3 separate regions of the Anser cygnoides genome follow, and regions 2 and 3 are each linked to region 1. The links are chromatin contacts, called in public Hi-C maps. All regions are on one chromosome and are shown on one strand. Each heading gives the region's core, a stretch centred on a gene start, on an enhancer-like site or on the middle of the called end of the contact. The rest is flanking DNA. Distances are from core to core; before and after follow the strand shown. Region 1 overlaps BCAS3 (BCAS3 microtubule associated cell migration factor). Region 2 overlaps BCAS3 (BCAS3 microtubule associated cell migration factor). Region 3 overlaps BCAS3 (BCAS3 microtubule associated cell migration factor).

Region 1 (4,919 bases), core at 732-3,231:
AGGCAGGTCCACACGTTCAGATGTGAAGCTGGAAATGAAACACATCTGGACATCCAAAAATGACAACAGACTTTTATTTGCTATTTTTGGTATACAACAAAAGCTTTGTATCTTGCTAATTGAACATATGGGCTCTCGGTTGCTTTTTTCCCCTGCTAAACTCCACTTTTCCATGTGTCATCATATGATTCCAACATTTGATCTGTCGAGTCCATCTTGGCCATGTGTTTGTTGTAATCTGCTACACATGTAGGCTTGTTTTCGTGTGCGTCCTGACCTCCAGTGAGAGCTGCAGTTGTTTCCATCATGGATAGTGTTGAGGAGTTACACATCCTTTTTATCAGTGTATTTGGCCACCGGCAGCTCCTCGCAGCGCGGATCAGCGATCCTGCCAAGCCTCTGAAAGCTCAGTGTTTAGGGTAGCCATATCTGTTTGTGTTACGATACCAGATGCTGCTTTCTTTCAGTGTAACAGAAGCAGAAGGGAGGACTCACCAAAAATAGAAAATAGCCCCAGAAGTGAAACCTTAGCGTCTCACCGAGGGGAGCGGAGGGTCAGCGTTAGCTAACGTGAAGCAGGAGGGAGGCAGTGGGGATTGATGGCAGGTCCTCGCCATCCTGCGGAGCAGGCAGTGGACGCGCCCACGGACAGCAGGGCAGTGTGAGCATCGTGCCAGCCGTCGCACAAAAGCCACATGTTTGTGTGCAGAAGTCTGCAGGGTAAAAAGGCAAAAATGCCGTATCTGGCATGGAGAGCTGAGACCTTCAAAGCCGGCTGTGCCATAAATACCCACTGGGAACTTGGCCCCGCTGTACGTACATTCGTGAGACTCGACTCATTACAAATACAGGACCTCTTGATTAGTATGAAGGATTCGTCATCAGAATTTTTTTGTGCCTGTGGGGGATCCACTTACTTATTTCAAACTGCAGCTCTAAATTGTTCCCATGCTTCATCATGCTTTGATTAGCTAAAAACTTAGAGTAACTGTTTGAGGAACTTACCATAACTAAAAAACAGGTGACAATGATCAAACCATAGGGCACAGAGCAGAAACTGCTGGTGCTTTAGGGTGTTGTGCCTGAATGTAGTTAGAGGCAACCCGCTTACAGGTTCCTGAGCGATGAAAAGACTTATTACCTGCATGCTTTCAAAGAACGTGGTACAATGCCAAGCACTGTTGCATAATGTTCTCCAGAATAAATGACAAATTAAAGCAAAAAAAAGGGGTAACTGTGCATTTAATTGCCTGTACACGCATGTATACCTAGCCCCTGCCTGTGCATCCATGTCGTGTTACAGCTGTGCTAATAGTCACCTTTCTTGCAGTAAATATTGGGCCAATTTCATCACATTTGGTTTATGTTTATCAACACAGCACTTATGCAATGGGGTTTGGGTTGCAGCAAGGGAAATAGTGCATTGCTGTCTAGCAGCGAGGTGAAGGAGTGAGAAGCCACATGTGGCAGAGTCCTGCTGGAGACTTTCCTGTGGCCGTGTTGCAACACACCCGCACAGCTCCAGTGAAAATCAAATATTTGTGCTTGAAGACAGAGCTGAGGCAATTTCCACCAGGAATATGCTGTCTCTCCCTGGATGAAAAACATCTCGCATGCATTGTACTATTATTCTGCTCGGTGCTTGACATACACTGCCTAGCAATTTTGTACTGAACTCCCCTTTCCTTTGAGCCAAGAGCGTAACATTAAACAAATCTGAGATTGCATTTGAGGACTTCCCAATCAACTGAAGAATGAACTCTGAAGCAGAAGTTGTTTTTAACAAAACGAGCTTACAATTATTATTCATAAATGCACATGTTATGGCTGCAGTTGTTCCACTTCTTTCTTTTACAACCCAATAAATTGTATACAGAACATAAAGGCTTTACTTCTTAAATAAATGTTTTGCAGCCGCCATAAATTATCTTTCTTGCATTCATAATGAAAAAAAAAATCCTGTTTGATGTTTTATATCCTCTTCCCTAAAATGTAAAATATGGTAGTTGGAGCCAGATTTTATCTCATTTGAAAATAAAAGAAGGTTCATTTCCTACTAATTTTTTTCAGTCTTAGGTTTGGAGTTCCCATGAAATGTTTCCCAATCTGCAAAGCAGTGTTACAATAAACTCCGCATTATCTGGGAGTTTGTGTTTGACTTGTACCACCGCTAATAGTCCTCGTCATAAAATGAGTTATGAACATAACCTGAATCTCCTGTATTTTTTTTAATCCCTAATGTTGGTTATATTTCATCTTTCGACGCACCCCAAATCGCTGGCTGAATATTGGATTGTTGAACTTTCCTGGATGCCAAACCTACGAGGACCCTGCCCCAGCGTTGCTGTCCTGGAAGCAGGCCTTGCTAAACTCCCAGCTCACTGGTTTGCAAAGCAAACTTCAGCCTTGTACTATTTACCTTGGCAAGTGCCCGACCAGATTGATGATCTGTAAAGTGGATTTGTTATTTGGCTGTTTGCTTTGGCAGCTCTTGAAAGCAGTTTGCTGATTACAGTCCCAGATGTCATTGCATACATTACTGTTCACTATAAGTTTCTTTTAAAGTTTTAATTTCAGCTACAAATACTATTAAGCTTTTTGCACCTTTCCGTCTTTTACTCGTGGATATTAAATATCAAGAGCAGGCAGCCCTGATTTCCTTAAATTTCCCTATTATTATCACTGTCGGCCTCCTCCAGGCATCTCTGTAGCACCAGCAGCCAGGAGGAGGAACGCCAGCATCCCCCGGTTCGGCGCTGTGCCCATCCACGGCACTGGCGTTTGCAAGTCGCTCACAGCCCCAGATTTCTAATTGTAGGTAACCTAGAAAATTGGCATTGTGTTTTTGTAAATTGTCAGGCTTAAAATGAGCAAATACTTGACTCAGAGGAGTTGACAACATCAGTAGTGCTGTTAACTAAAATCATGCCATGCCCTGTTTTTATTAGACAAAAAAAAAGGAATGTGCATCTTCCAGGTATGTTTTCTAGGTTATATCCATCTCCTCTTAACTGTGATCTTGCCTTTCAGAGGTTCTCAAACCTGGTAGGCAGTTCGGTGGATGGGTAGGCTCAAAACTCAATTCGTTCCTAACGTGGGGCAGCCGTGGTCAGGCTCAGGTGGCAGCACTCTGCTGCACGCATCGCCCGGCTCCTCCGTGCCCAGCCTGCAAACAGTAGGATGAGGAGCGAGCCGTACCTGTACGCTGTACTGCACTGGTGCCTCCAAGTGCAGCTGCCCTTCTCATGCAGAATAAAAGCCACGTAAGAATCTCAGCAGCGCGTTTGCCGTTCACCTACTGCAGGCACTGCAGAGCTGCCTCCAGGGAACAGAACGGGCCCCGCAGCTCAGTCAAACTGGCGCAGATCGTCGTGGGGTCCTGGGCTGGAACACTGAAACCAGTCTTCATAGGCAGCAGCCTTCTGTTGTTTTTTTGGTGGGGGTCCTTCCAGCTTTGAGATATTTCAGTTGAAGAAGTTAATTCACTTTAAGTAAGTTTACTTTTCAAGGGGAGGATATCATTGTAGTATTTTTGGCCACTGCTTGAAAATTCCTCTAACCCTTTACTATAATAAGCAAATTGAGCAGATTAAAGACACATTACACTGCCAAATGGTTTTTCTGAACTGTGCAACGCTACTCAGGGTGACATATATTTTTTCTGTGGAAAAGGTTGTGGGGGTTTTTGTGAGCTGCTATGCTTTTTTTAGCGCTTCCTGTTTTATTGTGTTTGAAGTGTCTTTGTGGTGACCTGTTGGGGTAAGATTCTTCCATATGGAAGTGTTTCTTCAACTTTTAATCATTTTGTTTTTAAAAAAGAAAGATTTTTAAATCCGATTTGCAGATGTCTCTGGTTTTGTTCGCAGAGAGCTTGTCCAACTCACTACAGTGTTGTAGAAACGTGAGTCATGATGAATTGTTTATATACAATATAAAGATGACATCCACATACTTGCGCTCTTAATTAAGTTTCATACCTTCTTTAAAATCTGTTTAAAATATCCTTAGAAGAGCATTCATTTGTTTTAATGTATTTCTCTCTTCAGAAAATGATATCCCTTTAAAGATGTGGGGTGAAATCCTGCTTCGCTGACTGTCTTGGCAAAATTCCCATTGGGTTTGGTGGAACTGGGATTTTACCAGTAGACCCCTCCTCTGTTGCAGAGGTCTCTGAAGTCAAGTAATATCAGGATAACAAGCAAGTTTGTCCTTTGCCTGTTCCTGGAGAAAATCTTGCTGGGATTTTACATAGGGTCAAAAAGGGTTAGAAGTTTATTTTTAAGTCTACAAGACAAAATTCTTCATTAATGTGCAACAGAATGCATATTCCCTGCACTCATATTGGGCTCACTGGCTTGTAACTGAGTCCAGAACCTGGACCACTGCATGTGCATTGTAGCTGCATCCTGTTTCCTATTAGTTTTGACACTGACATCTGAATTTCAGATTTCTTCTTGTTTAGGTTTAACTGCTCAATCAGTACGTACAAAAGACATCTTGGGACCTCTCTGCAGTCGTCTGGCTTGCACGGGGTGAACGGGCAAAACTTGGCGTCTGCCCTAAGAGCACTGAAGCAGCCCCTGTGTTGGAGCTGGTAGACTACGGTGCGTCATTACACAGACAGCTGGGGTTGTCAACCAGACATCTCCAGACTTTCTCTCTGCATCATATCCTCAGTGTTTTAACCATAAGAAAACTGTATTTGACAGTATTTTTGAGCCCACATGTGAATACCACATGTTGAGGTCTCATGTCTGCAGTTTCACTCCTAATTAAGTGTAGATGTAAGTAGTGGGTATCTTATAAGGTCCTTGGCTCTCTGCAATTCACCACAAGCATCTAATTTCCACTTCCTTTGTCTTGGACCTGTTATTTATACGAGAAGGGTAGGTGGACTCAGTGGTTACAAGTCTATTGGA
Region 2 (4,919 bases), core at 1,278-3,777, 250 kb before region 1:
CAGAGGGAGAGGAGTGGGTATTTGTGTGAATTTTCAGAATGAGATGAGGCGATTGTGTTTGTTAAGGGCGTAAAGATAGGAATCTTCAAAGGGTGGGAGAGATTTTCATGAAAGTAATTGAAAAATAATGCAAAATAAACATCCCTTCTCTTTGGTCACTCATCAAGCAAATGTTTGTATAGAGCACTTTAAGTAACTTTCAGGATTCCTCTATAATCAGTAAGAGCAAATATATAAATTCAGCACAGCAAGGAGAAAGCCGGAGCTATCTTTGAACCCAGATAATTGCATAGTACGTATTTTTTGAATTACAATTTTATAAGTCACTTACTTAAAGAAATAGAAAAGATGGGAAGCAACTGAAAAATGGCCGTGTTAATTCATCTATGGCACCATTGTGATCCTGGAAATGGCCAAACCGTGGCACCGCGCAGGAGGCAGCGGGGGCTGCCCGTGGTGTCCCCAGCTGGGAGCCAGGCCCCGCTCCGCGGCAGCCCCCGGTCGCTTCCCCTCCGCCCCTGCTGCAGATGCTTGGACTTGGGCACCGTGCCTCGGTAAGGTGGCAGAAGGGCTTGGATTCATTCAGACTTTGAGAATTGTGTTTTTCTCATTTTGCCTTTTCACAGCTCTACGTAGTGTACTTCCTGTGCGTGTCATCATAAAGCACAGAGAGATAAAGTGTATGCTTAAAGCATTTTAAATAGCTTCCCATAGGTTTTTGCCTATATCTTTGTGGGTGATAGTGCTGGTGAAGCTTATTTGTAAGGTCTCGTGTTTTTTAGTACTTGCTCGATTTGCTGTACTATGGGAAGGACTTCCCCTTCGTGATCTTTTCTTGGATGACCTCTCCATGCTGTCAGTAAAACTTGGAAACTTTGGTCTTCTTGACAGCTAGTTCTGCAGTCTCATGTTCGTCCTTATTGTAAACATGCTAAAATTGCTGCTGTTGTTGCTTAGAATGGATTTTTCCTCAGTTGTTTTGAAGTTTGGTAGAAATAGAAGTTAATCTTTAAGAGAGCTGGGCTTGTAGCGATGGGGCGGTGGAGCTTGGTAGGTCACGCCGTGTCTGTCGTCCCATTTGCCCAGTAGATGATGTTCTGCTGACTCCAGCTGTTTTTTTGGAAAGCAGAAAAACAATTTGCTTTTCCTTCCCATAAAGTATAACCCTTTGTTTATCCTTGTGCTGCAGCGAGTTTCCAAAATGCATAGACTTGCAAAGAAAAAGAAAGGGAGGAAATAGCTCTTTTTTTAATGCTGTTTTTCGTATCGGAGAGGAGTTTAGTACTGAGCTGAATTGTTGACCTCGCTGGAGGATATTATTAGAACTGGCTGATGTGTGTGTGGAGCTGTATCTAATTGACCAATCCAGTTCAAACTACCTACAATAGGTTTGGTGAAAACAGTTCTGTTCTTAAGATAACTTCACTTTGTTCTTTGTGTATGATTGATTTGTGATTTGAAGAATAATGCTCTTTTGTAGCTCTTCAGTTACTTCAGTTCACAGAAATAATTGAAACAGTGCCCGTTTCCAAGAAAGACATTTCTTTTTTGCCACGAGTTGTTAAAATGCTTGCTTTTGTCATTACAGAGCATCTGTTGAGTGATACTCCTTTTGTTTTCTGCTGCGAGGATATTACGAGGTGCTTGCAGAATATAGGAAATGCGAGTGAGTGATTCTGAAGTCACTGTGGAGATCTGTGTGATGAGGGTTGTCATCTGACAGCTTTTAATGATTTATTTTGTACGTAAAAGGGGAGAAAACTAAATAAAATCTGGTGGACCTGAATGTCCTTACCGACCCAGATGAGGATTGCCGAAGCAGAAGTCAGCGTTAAAACCTTACTGGTCATGATCTATAATGTCATCGGAAGAACACGGTTGTATTTACTACTTGGGGTTGTATTTACAACCTTTTCTTGCTTTCTTTGTTCCTTAAGAGTCTTTGGCTACCCACATTTTATGCACTTCTGGAATGCAATAACAATTGTGGCATCATCTCTTCAGAATTCGTTTTCCTTCCTGAGATGAAGGCAGTGATAAGGCCTTAGAAAATACTCGCTTGGTTTTGCTTTCCTGGCCTGAGATGGATTTAATTCGATGAATTGCTGCTTTTCTCCTTCCAGTGCTTTATGACCTTTGAAATAGCTTGCTGTGATCTTCCGAATTTTGCAATACCCTCACTGCTCCGGTCTAAAAAAGGAGCTGGAGCTGTTGGCCTAGCAGGAGCGGTACAGCAGCTGTTCGTGCTCGTGCCAACCAAATGCCATCAAACGTGTCTTTGAGTTTCATCAAATCTTTGTAAAACTGTGTCTGTACACTGTAGTTAATCACCCACACACCTTTCTCATTGTTTTGCGAGCCTGGAAAATGATGCTGCTCAGCTTAAAGCCTGTTGTCCTCACTAAACGGACGTTTTGGGGACCTGTTAGAAAAGATCCCGATGTTTGTCAAATGAAGAAGGTGAATACAGTTGCTTTTTCTCGCTGTAATGAGCAGATCACTATCCAAGAGTCTGACAAAAAGAGACATTGGTGGAATACTAGCTGAGATATCTGTAAGTTTTTTTAATATGTTACTTTTCAGAATGGGATCTTACGCAATACGTTTTTGTTGTTCTTTTTCTGTGTTTTTCTAAAATGCCGCTTGCTGCATCACCGTGCTCCTTCTGCCTGTGGTACGGGATCGACTGACCTGGGCTCCTTTAGAGGAGAGATGAGTCTATAAGTTTTTTAATGTTTTGGGGTTTGTCCAACCAGTGAAAGAGAATCTGAATTACTGACCTGTCTGTATTAGTGCAGGAGCTGCTGAAAACAGAGAGTGGCCGTTTGTTTGATGTCCCCTCCTTCTCCCCCCCCGCTTTGTGATATTTCTTATTTATATAGGCTTTTGTGTACCAGAAAGGATTTAGGTCTAGTAAATGGCATTATGCACGTGGCTGAAGGCCTTTGTTTACTAGCTTAAGTTTGAACACTCAAGCTCAAATCCTGTTATCAGGGCCCTAATCAGTAAACAGTTTTCTGGTTTCATCTGTGTGACTTCGGTATCTGAACTTTCAGACTCCTACCTGGACAAAGGATCCCACTGAAACCGGCCTGCTGGAACCACGCGGCGCAGGCGTGCACGGAGTCAGGGCTAGCATGTTAAAGTTCAGACACGCTGGTAGGACTCGAGTGCTAAATGCAGGCAACAGCTACACGGTGGTGTAGGAAGAGCAGCCGTCCACCCCAGGGGGCTTAATCTGAAATGACAAAAAACAAAAGAGGGGAAACAAGACAGGGAAATAGGACGGTAATAGCAATTAGGGTGAGGGTCACCATGCTACTTTTAGTTGTAGATTACTTAAGCTTTTAATTTGTTTCACCATTGTCTAGTTGATTTCAGTAGTTTTAAATTTTCTGTTTTTAATTTTAGTAGTTAAGTGTGATATTCTCAGTTGTTGCACATTTTATTTTCACCTTATACACGTGTATTTATCTATTTTTAATAACGTAATAAAAAGCAGATGAACAATGGAAATTTTGCTACTGATTTTAAAGGAATGACAAATTCACTGTAAAGTTAAGTATATGCAAAAGTCTTCTGAGAAACTAAAGGCTTGTATGTAGAATAATTAAAAACAAAACCAAAAGCACAATGCACATTTTCACACCACAAAAATCTGGAAGAGCTTGGAAGTGGAAGCATTGACCAATTGAAACGTGTCAATAAAGTAAAATTAATTAAAACGTGAAGATACAGAACCAATTGAGTCAATCCTTTAAAATCTCCCTCACCCTGCTGTATCAAAATGACATGAAGAAATGCAAACATAAGGAGAAACCATTATTTACACATAATTAACTGTTCAAAATAGCTCGTCTAACCACAGTCTTATCTTTAGGAACAAAAATCTAAGCATTTACTGAGTGATATTAGCAACTGAAAGGTTTTTGTTTAGACTTTTTGTTTTCTTGGCAATAAGTAAAATTCCTTGCAAGAAGTCAGTAAGATATTTCTTAATGCTGCCTTTTAAAACTTTTCAGGCTGCTATCCATGTCCAGGGCCAAACATGAATCCTATAGCGCTCGGAAGCCGTTGGCTTGCTTATGCAGAAAATAAGGTAAGGAAAGATTTGATTTCAAAAAATACTTTTTTTTTTTTCTTTGTACTCTATAAACAAGAGCTAGAATGAAATCTAGAAACAATCTCAGAAACAAGCTGTGTAAAAAAGATCTGTAAGAGGACTTGCGTAACGATGACAGATCTAATCTTTGACCCACACTAGCTGCGCTTTGGTATTCATGTGTCATATCTTTACTCTGTGCATTTGATTTAAGTTCATGAACTTGATAAATGCGTAAGTCGTGTGGGCAGAGAAGAAAGCTATCAACATATATGCTCAGTGAGAGACTCAATCAATCCATTTTGCATTTGAAAATCCTAAAACACCTCTGAAAGGCAAGGAAGGATTCTTAAATTCTCTTTGGGCAAACCGAGTCAGAACAGAGCCTGTGGTTTGTCTGACAACTCAGCAATACACTTTGTAGATTAGGAAATCTGTTTTTTTCACATCCTTGCTGAAATTGATAAGCTCTAGGGGAAAAAAAAAAAAGTTAATTTTTCTTATTTCTAGATATAAGAAGAAAATAGATCCCAAGCAAAACAATTATCACTCTTATTAAAGCTTGAAGTGTTTGAAAAGTTTAATTTCAGCTTCTAATTCCTTATTTTAATTTTGAAGCAGATGTTTTTTCTCCCTTCCACTTGCACCTGGAATAGCTGTTTCTTGGGCTGAAACAGGAGTTACCAGAGAAACAGACTTTATAACTTTATTATACCCTTTCATGCACAACCGATTTCTCTGCAAATTCAGGCCTGCCTTTCCTTTAATGCCACACTTACGGGGTTTTATAAAACTTAACCAGTCAACTTGAGATTTA
Region 3 (4,919 bases), core at 1,465-3,964, 210 kb before region 1:
TAATACTTGTACTGAAACCATCTACTTCACCTCATCCTTCGTGGTCTCTGGGCAGAGCAGTAGTTTAGTATGTCTCACCTGCCTCCTCCGAGAAGGTGCCGGGAAGTCCTTCCCCTCTGTCACTCGCGTACAGAAGCATCTTAAGTGCATTAAGTTGCATGCTTAATGTTCAGTAAAGAAAAAGAAGCAAGCGTTGAGATTTAATAATGGCAATTTCTGGTTGATTTACTGCAAACGAGTAATCTCTCTGAGTCACCCCCATGTCTTTCTACGGAGTCAGATGTATTAGTTATACCTTTACTTTGACTTAATAAAGCTAAAGAATATATGCTCCACTGTGCATTATTTTTTCTAAATTCGTGACAGTCTGATTTGGTTTGGGGTTGAGAAAATTCAGCCTGAAAGACAGTTTCTGTCTTTCTGTGTTTCTGAAATGCACAGAGCGGTTGAGAAGAGATCTGTAGAGGTTGTCTCCTTTCATGGATGTCAGGATCTTGTCCTCAGCTAAAGCACAATTTGTAGTGAGCATTTGCAGTGAGATGGCCACTCCAACCAGGCAGCATCGCTGAAATCATACATTAATGAATGGGATAACATAGAGACTTTGTACTTGGATTTTTATAAAAGGAAAAATGAAAATTTGTTTCAGTATCGAACGTTGTGTTTGCCCAGTCTATCCCGATAGCTCTAGCCATGCTATTTGGAACATTTCTGTTGGATGGGGGAGAGAGGGATGAGGCTGCTGTAAGTTTCCCCACAAGATAAGCTTTCACTGCTCTAAAATGTTGCTCACAGCAGATTGTGCTGCTGTTAAATGTATGCTCATATGCACTTTCTGAACTACCTGAGTTCATCATCCCCTGGAGTGGTGTCCAAAGGCAGCTGCTAGCCATCTTCTAAATTGTTAGTGATCTTTTTAGGGCTTTACTGCCCCGCAGTCCTCTTGGCATTGGTTTCAGGATGCTGAGGGAGATTTAGGTGCTGTGCTGCGGTAAGTAGGTTTCTTGAGCTTGTTTTCCCCCTGGTTTGAAGTGAAAGGTAAGTAGTAGCACTCTCCCAGACTGTTCACAGCTGGTCTTCATAACATGGTTTTCCTTCTCTCTTTCTGCATGCTTTGAACAATGAAGCAGAGTGTTACTGAGCATTTAAGTGTTGTGATTGCAAATCTATGTTGTATTAGCTGACTTTGAGCAGCACATACAGGAAGAAGCCTTATCTGCTGAATAAAACATTGGGACTGTGAAGATCATTCAGTTCCTAACTGAGCCACTCGCTTTTTTGTGTGACCAAGATCAAGATGGGTTAAGATGGAAAGTGGACCTCTGTCTCCTAAGGGAATTGTGAGGACAACGGCCTTGAAAGAATGTGAAGTACTCAGATACTTCATTGGTTTGAGTGATGTGAGTCCTAAGGTCACAACTTTCAAGTTACTTTTCTGCACACACAGTCAGAAGCCACTCTTTCGGTTACACTGAATTAAGATCTTTCAGTCTTTAAGACCTACTTATGCTTTAGAATTTTTTTTCTTAAGAGAACAAGAACCAGCATGTTTGATGCACTGTGTTACATCACGAAGGCCCACTGCAAGTGCTGGGTGCATTTAACCTTGGCAGAGAGAGTACTAAAGCTGTTAGAGATCCATGCTTGCACAGTTCTGCTGCAAAAGGAAAAATGTGTATGTGGCACACCTTTTTGGTTAAGGATATATTTTGTTGCCTTAACAGTTCTTGCATTGTGAGTCAACGCTCTCTGCACTCGTTTTTATCCAAGAGCATTTTATAAAGTTTTTAATGAAGGTATAGCATGTTCTGAGTTGAGGAAGTTCATTTACTTGCAGATGAAAGTTAGTCTGTCACCTGATGATCCTTTCCTTTTGATCTTAAATTGTAAACAGAAAAAAAAATCCTTGAAAACAGCATTATCTCAACCTAGAACAAATAAACGGAACGATAGCATCAGTGGGCTGGTGGCCAGGGTCCTCTGTAATCTTTTACGCTGTCAGACTTTTGTTATTCTGCCTCTCAAACTGCTGTTATAACTGACTTCAGTCAGTATAGGTAAACAGAGGGAATGATAAAAACATTCCAGCATGGGCTGCCCCAGAACACAGGCTGTTTTACACTTCTCTGTGGAACACGTGCATGTTTTCCTGTTGTGATTTCATGGAGATTATTCAAACTTGCATCACGTATTGAGTCCAGGTAGTGAAACACTGGATTGGATAATAAACATTTGATACAAACCTTCATGGTTAATGGAAATTTCTTTCTGTCTTGTGGCATAGCTACGTAGTCTCAATTATTGAAATAGTCCCTGGAAGAGAGACTTTCTCATTTCTAGGAAAGAATCTGGGGACAGGCTTGAAATAATAAAGATTGATTAAAAGTTGATCAGTCTTTGATGAAAGCAGACAATAAAAAACTGCTGCAGTTAGAAGTAGCTTAGCTAACTCAGGGAGACGGAGCTCAAAGCATGGTGGTGCTTGCAGTTTTGGTTATTAATACAGAGCAGCTATTCGGGCTGGACAACCCTACTTGACTGCCTCAGTGTGCCCAGGTTCTGCTGTTGTTTTTATACAGAGTCGAAATCAGTTTTGAGTACTCAGGGAGGCAGAGTTAGGTCCATGTGGGTCTGATAAATCATATTGTGTAGTTCATGATTTTATTATTTTTTCATTTGTTTGTTGTCATGTCATTTCCTTAATTTTCTCAACCAAAAAAAAGTTAAATACAGACCAGTTCTCTAATTTATTTTGACCCTTACCTCCTCAGCACTGCTGCTTTCATGTTTTTAGCAGTTGTGGTTTTTTTTTTAAGTTGTTCTCTGTGCCATCTTCCTGCACAGCATAATTAAATACTTAAGTCATGTCCTTCAAATAATGGCATGTTTTCTCTGTGACAGTGCATAGCGTGCATGAAACAGGAGTACGATCCTATTGCAGTAGCGCTGGTCATGCTTTATTGCTGTTTCACTTCAATGTTGAGGTACTATTTAACGCAGTAAAATGCCCAGGAATATACGCAGTTACTGGTGTAATTCACCACGCCTGAAAAAGGGGCAGTATGAAGAAGAGCACTAGGAAGATCAGAATGCATTTTAATCATCGTTTCTTGTAATGAACATGAAAATACACGGTGCAGTGCTGTGAGCTGTGCTCTCTATCGCCTTCTGCACACATATCAGGAGGGGATGTGCCTGGGGAGGACACGAGCAGCAGCATGTCAGTGTGGGGCTTTGCAGCCCCTTCCTTCCCATCACTCGCCTCTGCCCTATAGGTACCGTGATAGCTCAGTACAGCTCCTCCTTTGTAAGAAAGCAAGTGATAGCATAAATGTAAGTGTTGTGCAGCAAGTTAGTACAATATTAACTTCCAGAAGCGATGAAATCGAGAGGCAGGGTATGGGCTGCCAGTCATTCCCAGGAGTCGTGGTAAACAAGGTCACTGCCTGTCCCGTGTGATTCCTTGTGTAATCAGCCATACCTCTGACTATCCCATTTTAATCAACTGCTTTTAAAATAAGTTTTCTGTGTGCTGCCCTTGCTTCTGTTTTGTTTTCTCCCAGTTATGGCTTGAACTATTTTTTTTTTAAATTTTATGATTATATTCTAATTAACTTCAAATTCGGAGAAGCTGTGAGAATAAAGAATGATAGCAAAAATCTATAGATTTCGTATGTATAAAAAGTAAATGTATATCATCATTGAAGCTTTAGGCTCAGATAATTTCCTCCAGATTTTCATAATATCAGAAACAACGCTTTGGTTTGTACAGTCCTCGAAGCTGCTCTTCAGTTAGAGCAGTTGATACACGACATACCCTTGTCGGAGTCCATATGTTACATTACCCCGCTGTCTCAGTTAGACTCTGAACACAAAAGCTACGTTTTCGTGGAGTTTTCTGAAGGATTTTACAAGCACAGGGAGGTAGGCTAATGGAGTTCCAAAGAAGCATTTCCAAGAGGAGGACCAAAGCAGCGTGACCGGGGATTCTTATTTCACATCTGCACTATTTGGAATTCATGGAGCAAGCTGAATACTCCATAAAAGAAGGACAACATTTGTGTACAGCAGGAGTCACAGAATACCTGCTTTGGCCATAGGAGCACTGAGGACACGCTCTGTTACAACACTCTGGAGTCCTCCGAAGCGCGTTCTTTTGGGCCGGTAAAGGCTTTGGTATTCCTAACGTGGACCTTGAGGTACCGGGGTTTTCACTAAAACTTTCGGGGAGTCAAGTAATGTAGATCGAACCTTAAGTAACCAAACAGCTCACAACCTAGGAGGAAGTAGTCATAAAGCTAAGAGAAAGCGCTGGTATTCCCCTCAAAACTATTTGATATTGCAATTTAAAGTATCTTAAATATTCCTGAGTTAAGCAAAATCACAGATCTGTATTTCCTGTTATTGGCGCAGACAGATTAAATTTTGGAATACAGACATGAGTATTAAATCTGAGGTTGACCCTGAGCTAAAGAGTAAACTTTACATCATGAGAGATCTAGTGTACTTTGTACTTTATTAACATATATCTGTAAACACTGTGGGGTCTTGATTGATCTTCGGTATCTAAACATTACATCATAATTAACAACAAATCCAGAAATATATTATAAATACATGAAATAATAGTACATTAACCTAAAGGACAGCAATAAATTGCAACGCTTAGCATAAACTTGAAAACCACTAATGGGCCACTGTGCAGTTTGTTTATACTAGAAGCAGTCAAGAACTCTGCGCAATGTACAGTAACAGTGTGGTGGATAATAGCAAGTCTGATGTGATAATTTATATTTTCTTTTCATGGACACACACAGCTGATTTTTCAAGTGATTTCTGAGAATGCTGTAGCAAGCATTCTCCTCTCAGCCTGCTCCGCTGCTTTCTTCCAGTTCTGCTGAAGAGGAGTTAAGGGCTCT

Evidence for each region. Hi-C and Micro-C count contacts between places; a contact is called where the count stands out from the background.
Region 2: a Hi-C map of liver shows a contact between it and region 1, with 8 times the contacts expected there. The contact joins two enhancer-like sites. A contact is called at or near these places in 2 of 7 Hi-C or Micro-C datasets (both in liver).
Region 3: a Hi-C map of liver shows a contact between it and region 1, with 10 times the contacts expected there. The contact joins two enhancer-like sites. A contact is called at or near these places in 2 of 7 Hi-C or Micro-C datasets (both in liver).

The regions. Positions count from the first base shown.
Region 1 is chr18:10,296,268-10,301,186 of Taihu_goose_T2T_genome, reverse strand. All of the region lies in intron 23 of BCAS3 (BCAS3 microtubule associated cell migration factor), which reads left to right. Among named protein-coding and RNA genes, the nearest start is that of TBX2, 54 kb to the right of the region's middle. Within about 2 kb of position 1,981, at least 2 of the 3 cell types and tissues checked have open chromatin away from gene starts, as enhancers often do. A contact at or near this core is called in liver, where this site is marked.
Region 2 is chr18:10,549,274-10,554,192 of Taihu_goose_T2T_genome, reverse strand. It overlaps BCAS3 (BCAS3 microtubule associated cell migration factor), which reads left to right. Exons shown (of 26, transcript XR_010825687.1): 10 at 4,023-4,099. Among named protein-coding and RNA genes, the nearest start is that of BCAS3, 64 kb to the left of the region's middle. Within about 2 kb of position 2,527, at least 2 of the 3 cell types and tissues checked have open chromatin away from gene starts, as enhancers often do. A contact at or near this core is called in liver, where this site is marked.
Region 3 is chr18:10,505,091-10,510,009 of Taihu_goose_T2T_genome, reverse strand. All of the region lies in intron 14 of BCAS3 (BCAS3 microtubule associated cell migration factor), which reads left to right. Among named protein-coding and RNA genes, the nearest start is that of BCAS3, 110 kb to the left of the region's middle. Within about 2 kb of position 2,714, at least 2 of the 3 cell types and tissues checked have open chromatin away from gene starts, as enhancers often do. A contact at or near this core is called in liver, where this site is marked.